Linked DNA regions of Gossypium arboreum: region 1 is linked to region 2. The links are chromatin contacts, called in public Hi-C maps. All regions are on one chromosome and are shown on one strand. Each heading gives the region's core, a stretch centred on a gene start, on an enhancer-like site or on the middle of the called end of the contact. The rest is flanking DNA. Distances are from core to core; before and after follow the strand shown.

Region 1 (3,837 bases), core at 951-3,450, 180 kb before region 2:
ATAGCTTTTACCGGGTGGAATGAATATTAGATCTTCCCAGCCCGAGTTTTTCTCGCTCATCTGCATCAAACAATGTTGAACTATCAGATTCCAGTTCCTTATTCTAAGTGTTACATAGACCTACTCAGCAATTAGATTCTCTTACCTCCATTTTCTTCAGAACGTCTTCCAAGCTTCCAACCTGCTCCAACATATTGGATGAAATGAATACTAAGAAAGGCAAAGCCAAACCGAAAATCATACCATTAATAAAGCACTTATACACAGATGGAACAATTGAAAGCATTTAGGAGAGAGAGTGGAGGGGTTTTGATGTCTAATCTTTAATCCATGCATGCATGTACAATTTGAATCTCCAAAACAGACACATAATACACACACACACACACATGCGCGATACCATGATTTGCTGAGAAACACCAGGTCCTCTCGATGCCCTTGAAACCTTTGAAAGTTCTTTTTCAATATCTTCCTACACAATAACAAGAAAATAATAGAAATCATGTATGGTTAACAAATATTTATAAATGAATAATAAACAAAAAAAAAAAAAAAAAGTGTCTATAACAACTTGATGGATCAAGCTAACCTTATTGAAATATATTGGGCAGTAACGCTTGTTTTTCTTCCTCACAACAAGGAGGTCAGACTGTAGAAAGAGGCATTAAAGAAAAAAAATCTAACATTAATTTGTGGTGACATAGAAATTGTTATCACAGTTCAGCTCCTCATGCACTCCTAATGGAAAAACAGCATGTTGGAAGTGGCAATATCTTTCAGTAAAAAACGTTCTGATTCATCAATTTATAATAACACCGGAAGTGTCTCATATTCACAACAAGAAGTAAGGAAAGTCTCTTTATGCTATGATAATACAGAAAAAAGAATTGCGAATGATTCAATGCGCCACTGTGAGTAACCATATACATGCATAAATAAGGTTTTGGTACCAACTAAAAAACCATGCGATACATTGTATACATATATATTGAATAAAATATATAGCATACCTGGAAAACTGGAACTCCATCGAACCCACTTTTGATGTCACCAGATTTCAGCTAATAGATATGAGAAACTATTGTGAGTAATGGTGTAGAATTGCCCAAGTAAGTAACATCTTCACTCAAGTACAAAAGAATAATCATTGTAATCTCATTTGAAGCATAGTTGTCTACTCTAAGTACCCAACAACCAGTCCACATAAAAACTGACACCCAATAATCTTACACCTAAATGAAAATTGAAACATTTTTTCCTTCATTGTGTTAAAATTTCTTAAAAGAAACACAATCTAGATGAAATAAGTCCACTGCATTAAGTAGCAAAGTTCAGCTATTTATGTTCCCTTTTAAGAACAACTTTAAAACCAAATTGCATTAAACACTAACCTCTAGTGCATTCTTTATTTGAATTGGATCCGGTAGAAAACGAAATGCAATTCCTTCAACCTTCAGTGAGTATACCTGTATATATATTATGAAACCAGCAATCATAAAAATCAATATTGTTATTTCCAAATCAATTTTAGTTAATATTTTAAATTTTTTTGAACATAAATGACAATTGGAAAACCGGTAATTAAAAAGAAACAAAAAAAAAAGCGTAACCTGATCAAGTGTAATCGGCACGACTTTAGCATTACTTCTCAGCTCCCTTCTCCGTAATCGAACCTATGAAAAAATAAAATAAAATAAACACAAAAAGGTTCGAAACTTCCTCTAAATTTTTTAAAAAAATTTAACTAACCTGAGCAAGAAAAGCCTCGGCGTCTTCTTGGCGAAAGCAAAGTAAGCCAATAGACTTGGCTCCATTGGGATCAGAGATAAGCACGAACTCATTGTTGGAGTTGCTCACTGTATAGACAGCGGTGCCGGCTAGAGTTTTCGCAACTTGCTCGGGATTCAACGTGGCAGCCGCCGCTACCGCAGCCTTCGGCTGAGAAACTGAGGCAAAGAGCGGACGATGGTGGGAAGTCGCAGAGGGGGAGAAACCGGCGGCAAAGTTGGAGGCAAGACGGTTGGTATGGTGGAGGCGGGTGGCGAGCTCAGCGCCGAGACGGTGGATGAAGGTGGAGAGGGATAAGAGAGGGTTTGAGGGGAATGGAGGAGGTTTTGGGAATTCCATTTTTTTTTTCTGAGGGAAAAAGAAAATGAAGTTATGAGCCTGAAATGTAATTTGTTTTGTTCAACGGACATTTTTCGATGGTCCAATTCGTTATAAGGGCTTCAACCCCATTTCAGTCTATTGGGTTTAAAATGTTACCGAAGCCTACTTCGGATTGACCAAAGAAATTGGGGACTGTAAATTATATTTTCTAATAAATTTCAAGGATCATTTGTGATATTATTCCTTTTATAGTTCAGTTAATATTTTTTTTATAAAATTTATTAGAGAGATAAGAGGAAATGACTTATTTAACCCTCTAACTTAAAAAGAGTCATTTTAACTTTTTATTTAATTTTTTGCTTCATTTAGCTTTTGAAACTTATATTATTTGTCAAATCATAAAAAAAAAGTTAATATTTGTTAATTTTGCTGAAATGACCACGTGACCACATCAACAATTAATTTTTTTTTAAAATTTTAAAAAATTAATTAACTACTGACATGGTATCCATTATGGCAATCCACGTGTATCAGCAAAACTAACAAGGTTAATTTTTTCGTTAATTTTAAGGTGATTTGACAAACAACACAAATTTAAAGGCTAAAAAAGATATAATTAATTGAAAGGCTAAAATAATTTTTTTTTTAATTAAAGAGTCAAATAAATCATTATGTTTTTTATGACAACATATCTTTTCTAAAATATGTATTAAACATTAATTGAAATAATACAAAAACTAATAAAAGTAGTAAGCCTAATATTGAGATAAGAAGGAATAAGCTTACGTTTTACTTATGATAATTCTAAACTTAATCAACCATCTTGTATTTTATTTCTCAAAAATTGTATAGATAAAGAGAAGTTTTACCTTGACATTAATTTTTAAATGGTATGAAGAAAAACATTTTTAAAAGACAAATTCTTTAGGGTTGGGTACTAAAAGAATTTAGAATAGTAGTAAAGGAGCTTATATAAATTCTTTTAAAGTTAGAATTAATTAATTATATTAATAGTTAATTGAATAGCTTTACTTATTTCAAATTGAGTAATCTCGACTAACTAATTAAATTTCAAATCCAACTTCATAATCACAATATCATATAGATTTTTCAATTTTGTATTTTATAAAATGTAGGTATCTATGGCATAATCTAAACATCTTTTTCTTTTCCTTTTTTAACCTTTTTCAATTACTTTGCTGAAGAGTGAAGACTAAACCTAATAATCACTAATAATATTCTCATTGCTCAGTAAGTTATTCATTTTGTGCAGATCAATAAAGGTAAGTTAAAGTGTATGGCTATTCAGGTTTATTTAGAGATAACATATTATACGGTGCGGCTAAGAGTTTTTTTTTAAAAGACGCATTGCATGAAGTAAGATTTTGGAAAACGCTAGTTCCATAAATTATGCGATGCATCTCTTCGTTTTCGATGTAGGTTTTATGAAATGGGAGCATAGTTGAGGAGTTCAAATCAATGAGGGGAATTAGATAAGGTGATTCTTTGTTGCCTTATCTTTTATTCTTGGGATGGAGTATCTAGGACATACCATTGAGAAGTCTATAGAAGTTAATGAATGGCGATCGGTTCGACTGGCTAGATAGGGTCCGCTAATCCCCCATTTGTTTTTTTTCCCATTGATTTAGTGTTGTTGTATGAGGCTGATATGGCACAAGAGAGAATGAATTGTAATATCCTTGATTAGTTTAGTATGTTTTCAGGCCA
Region 2 (3,827 bases), core at 102-2,601:
GCAAAATTTTAGGCCCGACCTGGGCCTAGAAAATGGGCCTAAAATTTTACATCGGCCCGAACTTGACCTGGCCCAGCCCATTATCAAGTTTAATCAGCATTAGGTACACATTGCATGTCATGTGTTAGTGTTTGGTTGCTCCATCTGCCATATCAGCACTGAATAGTATAAATGGATGGAATCTTTAATAGAAGAACTAGTTTGTTACTTGATCTTATTTATACATTTGAGTAGAGGGGGCAAAATACAAGCTAACTCATAATATAAGGGCCTTTTTGATATTTTTACCTCTACTCATCCTTTATTTCCATGTCACTAATATAGCAAAATTGAAAAAAGCCAAGTTTAGTTTAACTAGAAGTGCTCATGGGCCAGATCGGGCCATGTAAGGTATCTAGACCAATTTTTTGAACTCGAGCCTAACTCGACCCAAAAAATGAGCTTACTTTTTTGCCCAAAAATAAATATAATAAATATTTTATTGTATTAAATATAATTTTTTTTATTTTTTTATTTTGGGTCGGGTTATTTAGTTGGGTAAGTTTTTTTTTTAAAGGTTTTGAGTGATGGGTTTAATTGTTATTCGATTAGTGATTTACTATAAATATATAATAGTTATTTAACATATATAATTAAAATAATATTTTATATAACATAATATATTCACATGGGGCTGGGCTCAAATTAAAAAAATCTTGCCTAAAGCCCAACTTATATAGAAAACGAGTCTTGAGTTTTACCCAAGCCCTTTCTTTTGGGCATTGTATTTTATCCAAGCTCTCCCATTTTTAGGGTGGGCTTTTATATCTAGACGAGTGATCCGATCTATTAATAGGTCTAACTTTAATGCATGGAGTAATTTTTTAATAGAAGTGTCCATTTGCAATTTTTTTTCTAATTTAAAAAGATTAATTTATCTAATTTAAATAGAGAGGACAAAATGTAATTCATCTACTAATCAGGGGCGAAGCGAAAATTTTTTTTTAAGGATGGCCATATGAAATTTTAATTTTTTATAGTTTATATTCTTATAATTTGTAAAGGATTAAATCAAATTTTTATAATTTTAGGGGGGCCAAAATATAATTTTACTTTTACTAATTTAAAATTTTTAAAAATTTTCAATGACCAAAAATGAAATTTTACATTTTAAGGAGGCCGAGTCCCATGCCAGCCCCCCTCTGACTTCGCCCCTGCTACTAATATCAAAATTTGATGTTAATTTTATGGATTTAAACCTTAAATCTTGTAGTTTTTTAATATTTTAATTTAACCCTTAGGATCAAAATTCTATTTATTTAATTTATTTTATATTAATTTTAATATAGGTTCATAAAAATAATTAGTGGATGTGTTTGATGGATAAAAAGTAAAAACAAAAAAGAAAAACCCAAAGGTAGGCAAAAAGATAAATAAGCGGAAGGTGGAGAACAACAAACGGTTCACTGGTGCGGAGGTTGCCTCCACTCTTATGTGCATTGGAAAGTCGTAGAATAAAGGGAAATTTTGTAGATTATTACGATCTGCTGAAATCCATTTGATCCATCTCTTCTCGGAAAGAAAGTTTAAAGAACATGGTGCGATGAAGCAGTGGGAGAAAGAGATAGGAGATGGCTAGAGAAGGCAGAGGAGCCAAATGGGGTGGTCATGGTTTGGGTTCAGGTTCAGGTTCAGGTTCGGGTCAGTGCTCCTATAAAAGGATCACTGTGATTGTTTGCTCCGTTAACATTGTTATTGCTCTCTATGTTCTTCATTCTCTCTATTCTTCTCTCTACATTTATTCCAACAAAGATCATGATGGTGAGTTTCTATAAGCTTTGCCTCCTTTTTTTTGATAATTTTTCTCTTGATTACTCTTCTGATTTTATGGGATTTGTTTTTTTTAGTTGTAATGCATACATCAGATCATATTAAACAAATGGAAGAATCAGTTAGGATTCGAAGAGCCAGTGAACCTATAGAGCTTGTTAAATTGGTATGCAAATTGCCCTTTGTTTTTTTTTTTTTTCATTTCTTTCTTTCCTGTTTTTGGTGTAGTATTGAATGTTGATATCTGTAAATAAAGGTAAAACGATTAAAGCATGGATTTTCGAGTGAAGAATCAATGGCTGAAGCTGAACTGCCCCAAGCAGTTAAGAATAAGATAACTGATGAGATACTGCAAAGATTGAGAAGCTTGAGACCAAATGCCAGTGTCAGTGAGCAGCATGGTTGGTGTCTGCCTTAATTTCCTTTTTCATTTTCAACTGTTTCAGTTTATAGTGTTATATTATGGTGTAGTTATACATGGATTGAGCATTTCTGATGTTTATGGATAGGTCTGTTTGCTGAAGATTATAATCTTTGCATACAACTACGAAGTTTAGAAGTTCATGAATAATCTATTAATGAATAAGCAGTCTTAACTCCATTCCTATTATGGAAACTTGCAGATGTGTGTTATTACTTGGTTTAGCATGGGGAATATAAGAAATGCAATAACTTACATTGCAGTTTTAGTGCACACAAAATTACTGTGTGGAAACATAGGCTTGATTATTCTGTTTTTCGATAGAAAAGAGTATGGTCGCTACATGTGCTTCTTAGGGATCATATTCTTGATCTTTCTAAAGGCAAATGTGAATCTCTGGTAATTCTAAAGAAACCCATTTTGAAACTTTGTTTCCATCGTCTTCGATGTGTGTTTTTGATGTTTTTCTATGCAGAATACCTCGAAAAGATTTCATAAATGGAGATTTTAGTTCTAAAGTACATATAGGCTGTAGGATTCATGTTGGTTAATATCGATTAGGTAACATATGTTATGGTTTCACCTCCTTTCTTTCATTTTTCCAAGTATTATATTCTTATCGATCCACTCCATCCAATAGTCCGGGGGTGGATGCGCTTTATAACGCAATCCATTAATGGGATAGATAAATTCTTTAGTGTTCCTAAGTTTGAGTTTAAGGCTAGTTACTAATTCATAATTCATAACTTTTTCAATCACTGAAAAAGCATATTATGCATTGTGATTCTTGATGAAGAAAAGTTTCAATTTGTCGGTTAGTAGGATACATTTCTAACTATAACTTCCTATAGAAATAATCAAAAATTTTTTTTTGTTCCATAGTTATTTCTAACAATCGACTTCTAACAATAAATGTGTAATCATTACCAAGCAGAATCTTTACATGGTTATTTCTGGTGTTTTTGGAGAGCCGCTTGTACCTGCCCTTTTCTTCCATTTCCTTTTGGTGAAGAAAGGACTGACATTTTATATTCTGCTTTTGGTTTTGACTTGTACCTCATGACCTAGGTTCCTTCCGACTGGTTAGGAATGTAAAACAGGTCCCAAATAGCTTAACAGTATAGGAAATAGTCTTCATGAGGCCGCAGTTCAAATTGTGTTGGGAATTGTCAGTTTCATTGATTTGGCATAACACGAATTGAATGTATGTCTGTTGAAAATTGATCATTATTGACAAATTTCAGAACCATTGTAGCCGCAACCCTTTGTTTTTCATCTTTAGCAGGTAATATTAGATTCCTGAAAGAGGTTGGAATTATTTTGCCGTTGATTGCAAGTGTGCTCTAAATTTAAAGATTTTTAATTTTTCAATTTGATATGCTCTATGTGATGCGGTTTCCAAATCCACTGCTAGCTGTCTTTAACATTATACTGAATTGGAAAGATCCTTGTAGATTAAATGTTTTCTATTCCTCAACAACTAATTGTCTAAGCAAAAACCCATTTCGACCAATGGGTTAGAGTTATCGTACAAGTGTTTGCCGTATGTTGGAAGAGTTTTTTCAAAGTAATCAGAAATGATGTTGGTCTCATGTTT

Evidence for each region. Hi-C and Micro-C count contacts between places; a contact is called where the count stands out from the background.
Region 1: a contact with region 2 is called in a Hi-C map of leaf, with 4 times the contacts expected there. The contact joins the promoter of LOC108480520 here to the promoter of LOC108480792 in region 2. A contact is called at or near these places in 2 of 5 Hi-C or Micro-C datasets (both in leaf).

The regions. Positions count from the first base shown.
Region 1 is chr1:77,542,018-77,545,854 of ASM2569848v2, reverse strand. LOC108480520 (protein TIC 22, chloroplastic) reads right to left here and starts at 2,200. Exons shown (of 8, transcript XM_017783549.2): 1 at 1,750-2,200; 2 at 1,611-1,673; 3 at 1,392-1,466; 4 at 1,011-1,061; 5 at 590-649; 6 at 401-472; 7 at 146-210; 8 at 1-60. The coding sequence starts at 2,127. The coding sequence ends at 157.
Region 2 is chr1:77,358,545-77,362,371 of ASM2569848v2, reverse strand. It overlaps LOC108480792, which reads left to right and starts at 1,351. Exons shown (of 7, transcript XM_017783892.2): 1 at 1,351-1,800; 2 at 1,887-1,975; 3 at 2,066-2,210. The coding sequence starts at 1,611.